Regions from separate parts of the Mus musculus genome. Here region 2 is linked to region 1. Evidence: chromatin contacts called from public promoter capture Hi-C data. All regions are on one chromosome and are shown on one strand. Each heading gives the region's core, a stretch centred on a gene start, on an enhancer-like site or on the middle of the called end of the contact. The rest is flanking DNA. Distances are from core to core; before and after follow the strand shown. Region 1 holds the start of Ebf4 (early B cell factor 4). Region 2 holds the start of Snrpb (small nuclear ribonucleoprotein B).

What was found. Capture Hi-C pulls out chosen DNA fragments and counts their contacts.
Region 2: a promoter capture Hi-C map of adipose tissue shows a contact between it and region 1. The contact joins the promoter of Snrpb here to the promoter of Ebf4 in region 1. A contact is called at or near these places in 5 of 39 promoter capture datasets (cranial neural crest, embryonic stem cells, erythroid cells and 2 more), 13 of 484 Hi-C or Micro-C datasets (CD4 T cells, LSK cells, embryonic stem cells and 6 more), 9 of 115 datasets of contacts at active chromatin or transcription factors (the 230-238 cell line, embryonic stem cells, epiblast stem cells and 3 more) and 4 of 9 other capture datasets (adipose tissue, embryonic stem cells, liver and 1 more).

The regions. Positions count from the first base shown.
Region 1 is chr2:130,294,361-130,298,277 of GRCm38.p6, reverse strand. Ebf4 (early B cell factor 4) reads right to left here and starts at 2,339. Exons shown (of 17, transcript NM_001110513.1): 1 at 2,129-2,339. The coding sequence starts at 2,265.
Region 2 is chr2:130,178,087-130,182,595 of GRCm38.p6, reverse strand. Snrpb (small nuclear ribonucleoprotein B) reads left to right here and starts at 3,232. Exons shown (of 7, transcript NM_009225.2): 1 at 3,232-3,362. The coding sequence starts at 3,360.

The sequences.
Region 1 (3,917 bases), core at 1,090-3,589:
TCAGATTGTGACAAGCCTTGAATGCCAGGTGTCTGGGATGTGCCAGTGACAGCAGCCTATGGTAACCATCCTTAAAGTGGCGAGTCAGAGTACAGGACCAGGAGTCTGAATTATCCTGCAAGCCAGGGAGGAATGCGGTCTAGGGCTCAGAAGTGTAACTGTTAAAAGGTACCTGGGGACACTGGGATTGGCAGTAGGCATCCATAAGCTTTGCAAACCAAGTGGCTGTGGGCTGAAGGTGAGGAAGGCGCAGATCATCCACACCCAGCAGCCCTGCAGGAGCGTCAGCCAGGCAGGGAAGGACGATGAAGGGGAGGCTGGGAGATGGAGGTTTCTTGTTATGACTTGGGATGGGAAGACCTGAGCAGAGGACTGAGGGGGGAGATACACACAGGAGAAAGGACGAGCAACGTGGAAAGAGACAAAAACAAGGAGTAGCCTCCCCTCTGGAAGTGGGAAGAGAATCACCCACGGGTTTGAAAACTCTCAATCTGTGTCCTAGAATGACAGTTTCCAGACTCGGGGACAAGCAAGCTCAGGCCTGGAAAATGTTCTGTTCAAACCTCAGAAGGCGTTGGGGTTCAGTTATGTGGTCTTGGGGACTCGGAATAGACCCCACTCGAGAACCTTTCTCTGTGTAGAGACACTGTCGGTGACTAGGATTGCTGAGGCTGAAAGTCTCATGCCCAGATTTCTTGCCCCTTCACCCACTGTCAGGATATCATCTCTGGCACCCCTGCTTCCCCCTCATCTAATCTGGCAGCCCTGGGCAGGTAGAGAGAAAAGTCTGAAAGAAACAGCAACTTCCAGTCTAATACACTCAGCTATAACGTCACACGACCGCCTCAGCGGGAAAGCCATAACCAACAGAAAAGGAGGCACACACAGTTTTAAGGCTAGCACAAGACAAACCTTAAGGGGGTGGGGGAAGGGCATGGGAAGGAAATAAATATACCAACACACGGAGAGCAAGGAAATACACCAACACACGGAGAGCAAGGAAATATACCAACACATGGAGAACAGTAGTGTTAAAACATCTGTTATTGTGTTTCTATAGTCTCTAGCTAGACCGTTCTAACTAGAGACTCTAACTTACTGGAATCGGCTCATCTGGAATACCCTTTCCTGTCCAGGAGAGATCATTCAACAGAAAGCTCAGCACTCTCTCTTTGAAGACAGATGTGCAAAAATACTGCACCCCTTCGTCCAGAAAACACTCTCTGTCTAGTACTGGGTGAGGCTGGGAAGCACCACAAGTGATACCTGATCAAGTCTGGGTGTGTGGATGGGAGTGATGTGCCAGCCCTGGTCTGCTTCGACACCCTTCAGATACTGGACAGAAGCTATTTAAAACTTGAAGAGCCAGTGCCTACCCTGTCCTGGATGTCCGCAGGGACACCTACTTAGCGTGAGGCACCGTGAGCATCTGATCAGACGTATAACCTCCAGTCCATGTTGTATAATGAGAGGGAGTGTTACAGAGACCAGGTTCCAGCTGCTGCCGTGACTGAGTTAACAAGCTTTCAAAGTCCCCATCCAAATTCTGGTGTCCATTCCTTACAGAAGTCTCCTGTCTAGTCCCCTATGCCTCCCCCTGAAAAGTAACCAGAGCCGATTCTGCTAATTCCCAAGAGCTTCCAGTCTCCTTCAGGTTCTAACCAAAACCACTCAGACGGAGGAGTCCAGCCTCATTCTCAGCCCCAATCAGTTCAGCAAGGCTAACTGCCCACTGGCTAAGCCTCTCTTCAGCCCCACCCACATCTCTGGTTCTGTACACCACAGAGTTTCTTGCCTTTCTTGTTGGGTAGCCACGGAACTGGACAAGTGGAACGGTAGAGACTGCACAGGAAGAAGGGGCTGTACATCTCTAGATGACTAGTAACTGTGGGCCATGGCTCCAGGTGTGCGGGAGGAGGCGACACCACCTCCAGAACCCTGGACCCTAGTGAGCAACCCGCCCCATATCCTCAGGAAGAAGTCAAACTCACACAGGGTGAACAGGAGACTTCGTCGGGACAGTCAAGAGTTAGGACTCCCTCCACCCCTCGCTCCAGTAGCTAGGCGTGCAGGACGAAGGCGACACTAAGCGGTCCAACCAGCGTGCTAGTTCGGGTGGAGCGCTTACCTCTGCGCCGCGGTGTTGGAGTCCAGGATGCCCGCGCTCTGCATCCAGGAGCGCACCGAGCCCAGGCTGGAGGGCAGCAGCGGCTCCTCTTTCAGATGGAGCCCACCGCGGGGCAGAGCGTCCTGTGCGGGGAACATAAGGACCCGCAGTTCGTGGGCGCCCCCAACTGCCAGGGATCCCGTCCCGCCGAGGCTGTGGGCGTCTCAGCTCAGCCCGACCCGACGGCACCAGGAGCCTCCAGGAGCGCAGCGCTGCACGGAGTCCCGGCGCCTCAGTGCCGCTCGCCTCGCGGGTGCTTTCTCAGAGAAAACGGGTCCCCGGGCGCCGGCGCTGTCCCCTCCCCTCCCGGGGCGCGGGGCGGGGAGATGGAGGGATTCCCCCGCGGCCTGAGAGCCAGTGAACAGACTGAGAGCGGAGCCCGCACCGGCTCCGCACGGAGGCGCCCCAGAGGCGCGCTCTGGCGGCTGCCCAGCGCGGCGGTCGTCGGAGGGGGGGGCGAGCGCCCCGCGAGGTGCCCGCCCTCCCCCCACCCGGGTCTCTCCCCCGCCCGCCCGCGGCGCCCGCGCGGGGCGCTGATTACCATCCGAGAGGGGGAGGCTGCGGCCGTGGAGGTCGGCGGCGGCGACGGTGGTGGCCGGGGCGGCAGCAACAGCAGCAGACGCGCGTCCCGTGGAAAAGCAGGGCCGGCGCCGGGCCAGCAGACGCAGCCGCCGCCAGGCCCCCGAGTGCCCCGGCGCCCCGGGCCTGCCGCTGCCCCGGGCGGCAGCACCTGCAGCAGGAGCAGCAGCAGACCGGCCGAGTCCCCCCGGGGCCCGGTCCCCGCGCCTCCCCGCCGCGGCCGCCGCCGCCCGCCGCTCCCCGGGGCCTGGCCGCGGGCCCTGGCCATCCCGCCGCCGCCGCCGCTCCCTGGGGAGCGGGAGCCGTAGGGAGGGAGCACGGGCAAGAGGAGGGCTGTCGCAAGCGGGTGGGCCCAGGGGACTCGGGGCCAGGGGAGGCGGGGGCGGGGCGCGAGGCCGGCCGAGGGGCGGCCAGGGACGTGACATCATCGGGGGAGGAGCGGCCGGGCTGGGGCCGCGGCGGCGGGGCGGACCCTGACGAGTCCGTAGCCGGGCTGGGGGCCACGGCCTCGGTGGAGGGGCGCCGGGAAGCTGGCCCAGGCCAGGGAAGATGGGGAAAGGATGGGCTGGGGGCTGCGCGGCGAGGAAGCCCGGCCTAAGCAGGGCAGCTCGTCCACACCACGCTGGGGAATCACCACGGCCTCCCCGTCGCCACCAGACGAAGCTCCAGCATCTTTGTGGTCCCATCTTCTTCTCCTAAGTATGCGCCGCCCTCTCCTCAGCCAACGCTTGATTCTAGGAGTCGCTGCACCCTTGGTGCCACTTGACCTCGGCTTAACCTCCGCGCCTTAGCGCTTAAGGGTCTCTCACCTTGTGGTGAAGATGCGGCCCCAGGCAAGCTGAGCTACCCGAGTCCTGCACCTCCCATTCTTGTTCCTGTCCCTGGATTACCTAAACTTAAGTTTACATTCCCACCTGAGTTTTTGAGAAATCTCTTGCTTCTGAAAGCAAGTAGACGTTTCTGAAAGGCTCAGGTGAGCTGGGCTCTTAAACCTAAGTCCAGCTCACCTCCTTTTCTCCAGCCTTCTTTCTGAGTCCGTTCATCTTTTATATCTGCACAGAAATCATCTGGCCTTCGACCTTGGGGCTATCAGCAAACCTTGGTTTGAGTCCAGCAGTTTCCTGCAGAACAGCAAAAGGTTGGGTGGCCTTGTTCATGCTGCTCTTTGCAC
Region 2 (4,509 bases), core at 1,983-4,482, 120 kb after region 1:
AACAGAAACTCTTTTGCCCAATAACAATACACAGTATTAGTAGTAAATAGATTGTGTGTGTGTGTGTGTGTGTGTGTGTGTGTGTGTGTGTGTGACAAGGTTTTGTGCAGCCCAGCCTGGCCAAGACTTTGCTATGTAGCTGAAACTGGCTTTGACTCCTGATCCTTCTGTCTCCATCGATCAAGTGTTGGGATAGATATGTACATGCACGGGCCACGTGGCTGGCTCTAAATACGTATTTATAAGTGCCTCAATGAATTATGCATCTGCTGGTGACAGGGTAACCTGGGGACAAACAGACAGCTTTGTCAGATGTACCTACCTATATTTTCATTCTGATTCTGACACCTTGGGCATGCTAATTTATCTTGCTGGGCCTTCGTGTCCCTGTCTGTAGGTTCACAGAAATGGGACAACGGAGATATCAAGTAGAAATGGTGTGAAGAGGGCAGAGTTCTGAGGAGGTACCGTGCCCTTGCTATGGTTGAGAAGCAACAAAGAGACCTGTGCAACTGGAGACTGGTGAATGAGCAGGATGCTGAAGGAGATGAGGTTAAAGAGAGGACAGGCTGGATTTTCCCATGAGTCCTGGGAAGTCAGTGGGAGGTAGAAGGCAGGCTATGCAATCACCTGAGAGAATCCCAGGATAATTTAGAAGGACCCCTCTGGCTGCCCTGAGAACAAGAGTAAAGCCAGGAGAACAGTTACAGACTCATTTGGTAATCCAAGTGAGAGAGGCTGGTGGCTAAGACTAGCAGTCACAGCAGTGGAACCAATAACAAGGTAGGGTGACAGTGGGGGATGGACAGTTTCCTGACAGGTAGATTATAAACTGAAGAAAAGAACTGACTATGCTTCATGTCCTCATTACTTTGTTCTGTTCTGTTGTTTGTTTGTTTGTTTGTTTTGAGACAGGAGCCTGAGGAGCCCAGCCTGGTTTCCAACTCCTTGTGTACCCATCTCACTGTCTGAGTGCTAGGATGGTAGGCATAGCTTACCAGGCCCAGTTTATACAGTGCTGGGGATCGAACCCAGGGCTTTGCGTGTTCTACACAATCTACCCAATGTACCAAAGTCTTAGCACCATTCCTTGTTTTCGTAACTTGACAAAACTTCTGAGATGGGAAGGGAGGAGTAATAAGGCCAAGAATTCAGTTTTCAACATGTTAAATTTAGCCTATCTGCTGGGCAGCTATTAAGCAAGTGATTTTATATAAAAGACCAAAAGTTAGAAAAAAAACAAAAACAAAAAACCAAGGTCAGAGGAATAAATTAGAAAGTTCTAGGCATATAGGCAAGGATTAAAGAGTAATGGAGCCAAATGAGATTAATTCATTAATTCATTAAACAAACACTTACTAAGCCCTTTATGCTAAGCAGTATTCTAAATAATAAACAGTTTACAAAGAAAAATCCATAATGTATCGGAGCTTACATGCTAGTGGGGCAATAAAATAACTTAAAAATATATACAGTACTCTCTTATCCAAGTTTCAGGTACCTTTGGTCTATCAGTTTGAAAATACTAAATGAAAATTCCAGAAATAAGCAACTAATGTTCTGTGTCATGCACTGTTTTGAGTAGCAGGAAGAATGCTATGTCTTGGCCTTAACCAGAGATCAGCCCTTGGGGAAGGTGTCCATGCAGGTGTCCACGCTGTGTGTGCTACCCACTCAGTACTCATAGGATCTCACTGCACTGGCGGGCCTACACTGCAGCACTGGTGTTCAGGTAGTTCCTGTTATCTTTTTGTTTTCGTTTCGTTTTGTTTTTGTTTTTCAAGATAGGTTTTCTCTGTGTAGCTCTGGCTGTCCTGGAACTAGCTCTGTAGAGCAGGCTGGCCTCGAACTCACAGTGATCAGCCTGTCTCTGCCTCCTGAGTGCTGGTGTTAAAGGCCACCACTGCCTGACTAAATCCCGTTTTTGTTTTTGTTGTTTTGTTTTTTCAATAATTTTCTTTTATTCACTTTATATCTGGATCATAGCCCTTGCTCCCTCTTCTATTCCCAAATCCCGCCCTTACAAATCCCCCCCCCCGCCCCCACCATTGCCTCCATCCCATACCACTGTTGGTCCCAAGGGGGATTCCAATCTCATTCAGATGGGAAACTAAATAGTCATTGGAGGTGGATGGACAGAGGGAACTGGGTAGGGGAGGAAGGGGTGAGGAAGGGAATGGGTGGGGGTGGGGGTGTGATGTGGTGGGGAGGAGTTGGGGTTTTTCTCTGGTGGCTAGCTGGAGCCTGGGGCTGGGGAGGATACCTATGGAGGTGACTCTAGCTGAGATTCCTACCAGAGGGGGATATAGAGACTGAAGTAGCCACCTCCTGTAGCCAGGCCGGACTCCGAGAGGCGGGAAGGGGACATCAATCCAAACTTCGACCCAAAATTTGTCTTGCTTAAATCCCGGTTTTTAAAGTCAATTCAAGGGTGCCAAAATACACTTGCGTTAAGTGAAAAGGATATGCATATCGTAAGCGTGCTTATGTAGAAAAAAAATTAGCATATTGTGACTTGGGGAGTTACTCCGAGTCTGGGAAGGCATGCCCTTCCAATAATAAGGGGACTACGGTTTAGTATGTCAGATAGCAATCAATATTTGAAAACAAGCAAAAAGGAAGCGCGAAGAGCCTGAGAAAGTTGCATTTTTTTTTTTTTTTCCTAGAAAGAATGGTCAGGAAAGTCCTCACCAGGACTGTCATTTCTGTTTAAATCCTGGAGGTAAGGGCATGAGGGTGTGCATATACCTGCGAGTCTAGCGCTCCTGGTGAGACAAAAGCAAATGCAAAGAGGGAAGAACATAGAGAGAAGCTAGAGAAGTGGCTTCCTAGAGTGAGTTCACAAGAGCGCTGGGTGAGAACTGGATGGGAGTGGGGTCTGGGACATCGGCGTGTAAACCAAGCACTCCAGCGGAGACTTTAGCTGGGGAGGTGTCTGTCCTCCAAGGATGTTTGCCGCCCAAGTATGGTGTACGCCAGCATCTGGTACTAAGAACGCGGTGGGTAGGAGGATCCGAAGCTCAAGACCCAGTGAGACCCGGTCTAAAGCAAAACAAAACGAGGAGGAAAACTCCAATAAAATCAACAAAGGGGGGGAAAAATCCACCCAAAACAAAACAAAACAAAACAAAACCACCACACAATCCGTCAGCTGATGCTAATGCTCCGCCCCCTAATTGCGTTCCAGAGACCGGAACTCCAGGTCCGAGGCCGGACCGGAAGTAGCTTCACTAGCGGCGGCATTTTGCAGGCAGCATTTCCGTTAGCGGCGGCGGCGGGAATCCAGCGGCTGGCTGGCTGGCGACTAGGCCTCTGTGGCAGAGAATCCGGCGGGAATCTGAGCCATCCGAGCCGCCACCATGGTGAGAAGGCGCGGGCTGGCTGTAGGGCGCTCGGGGGTGCGGAACGGGGCGGTAGCTGGCGGCGTCCGTGGGCTGGAGCCGAGCCGAGCCGCCCGTGGCGGAGGAGGTCGGGGTGGAAGCCGCTTCATCCCAGCGCCAAAGGCCTGGACTTGCCGTGAGGCTGCGACCGGGTAGAGGGGAAGGCCGACCGGGGTACAGAGGCCGATGCGCGGCCGTCAAACGTCGTGTCCCGGAGCCACGGCGGTTTCGGCCCCGCGGCCTCCGTAGCTTTAAACTTGGGCGTCAGTGTGTGCCCGGGCTTTTGGAGCTGGCGCAGGCCTCGGGCCGACCGGGCAGCGCCGGGCGAGGCGGAGGAGTAGCGGAGGTCACGGCCCGAAACCGGAGTCGAGCAGCGGAGGGAGCGGGAGGCTGGAGGAGAGGGTTTGCCAGCAGAGCGCGCGCGACCTTGCTTCTCGTATTTTGATGTTGGGCTGTGTCGGGCGCCGGGGCTGCACCCTAAAGTAAGTTCTGTCTTCACTTGGGCCAGTTTCTGGCCAGGCAGTCCTAATATAGCTACAATATAACTAATATCGCAGTGGTAGCTCAGCGTTAGGCAAAAGTAACGGCAGTGGGAGGAACGAGAACGTTTTCTCCAGGAGGTGACTCCCAAATGATTGTTTCGGGGCACCCGGCTCCCCCATGGGAGGGAGGGTTAGCAATCTGGAAAACTGAGAGAGCAAAGCAGTCGATGGCACGAACTTTCCAGGAGTCTGGTTGCTGAAGGCCCAGTCTTGCTTTATCCTGTTGGTAGTGAACGATCGCTGCAAGATTTTTCCCAGGCTTAATGAACTTAAGTTCTTAAAGGTCAGCCAGGGAAAGTGGTCTTTGCTTGAAATCTCAGTTTGTTATAATTTCTGTACTCAAAATCCTAATTTTATTTAGTTTTGGCTACAGACCACATGTAATAAATACCTCGAATCTCTCCAAAAGATTACTCTAGTTGCGTGGCTGAAGAAACCCGAGGTGCTCAAACAGGATATTGCTTTTCTTTTTTCTTTTTTTCCAAGAGTTGACTGAGGCAAGTCCTTACATAATCTTCAGCCGGAGTAGCCTATTTTACCAGTAAAAATGAATGACACTGGGTCCAATTTTGAGGATCAAATGAAAT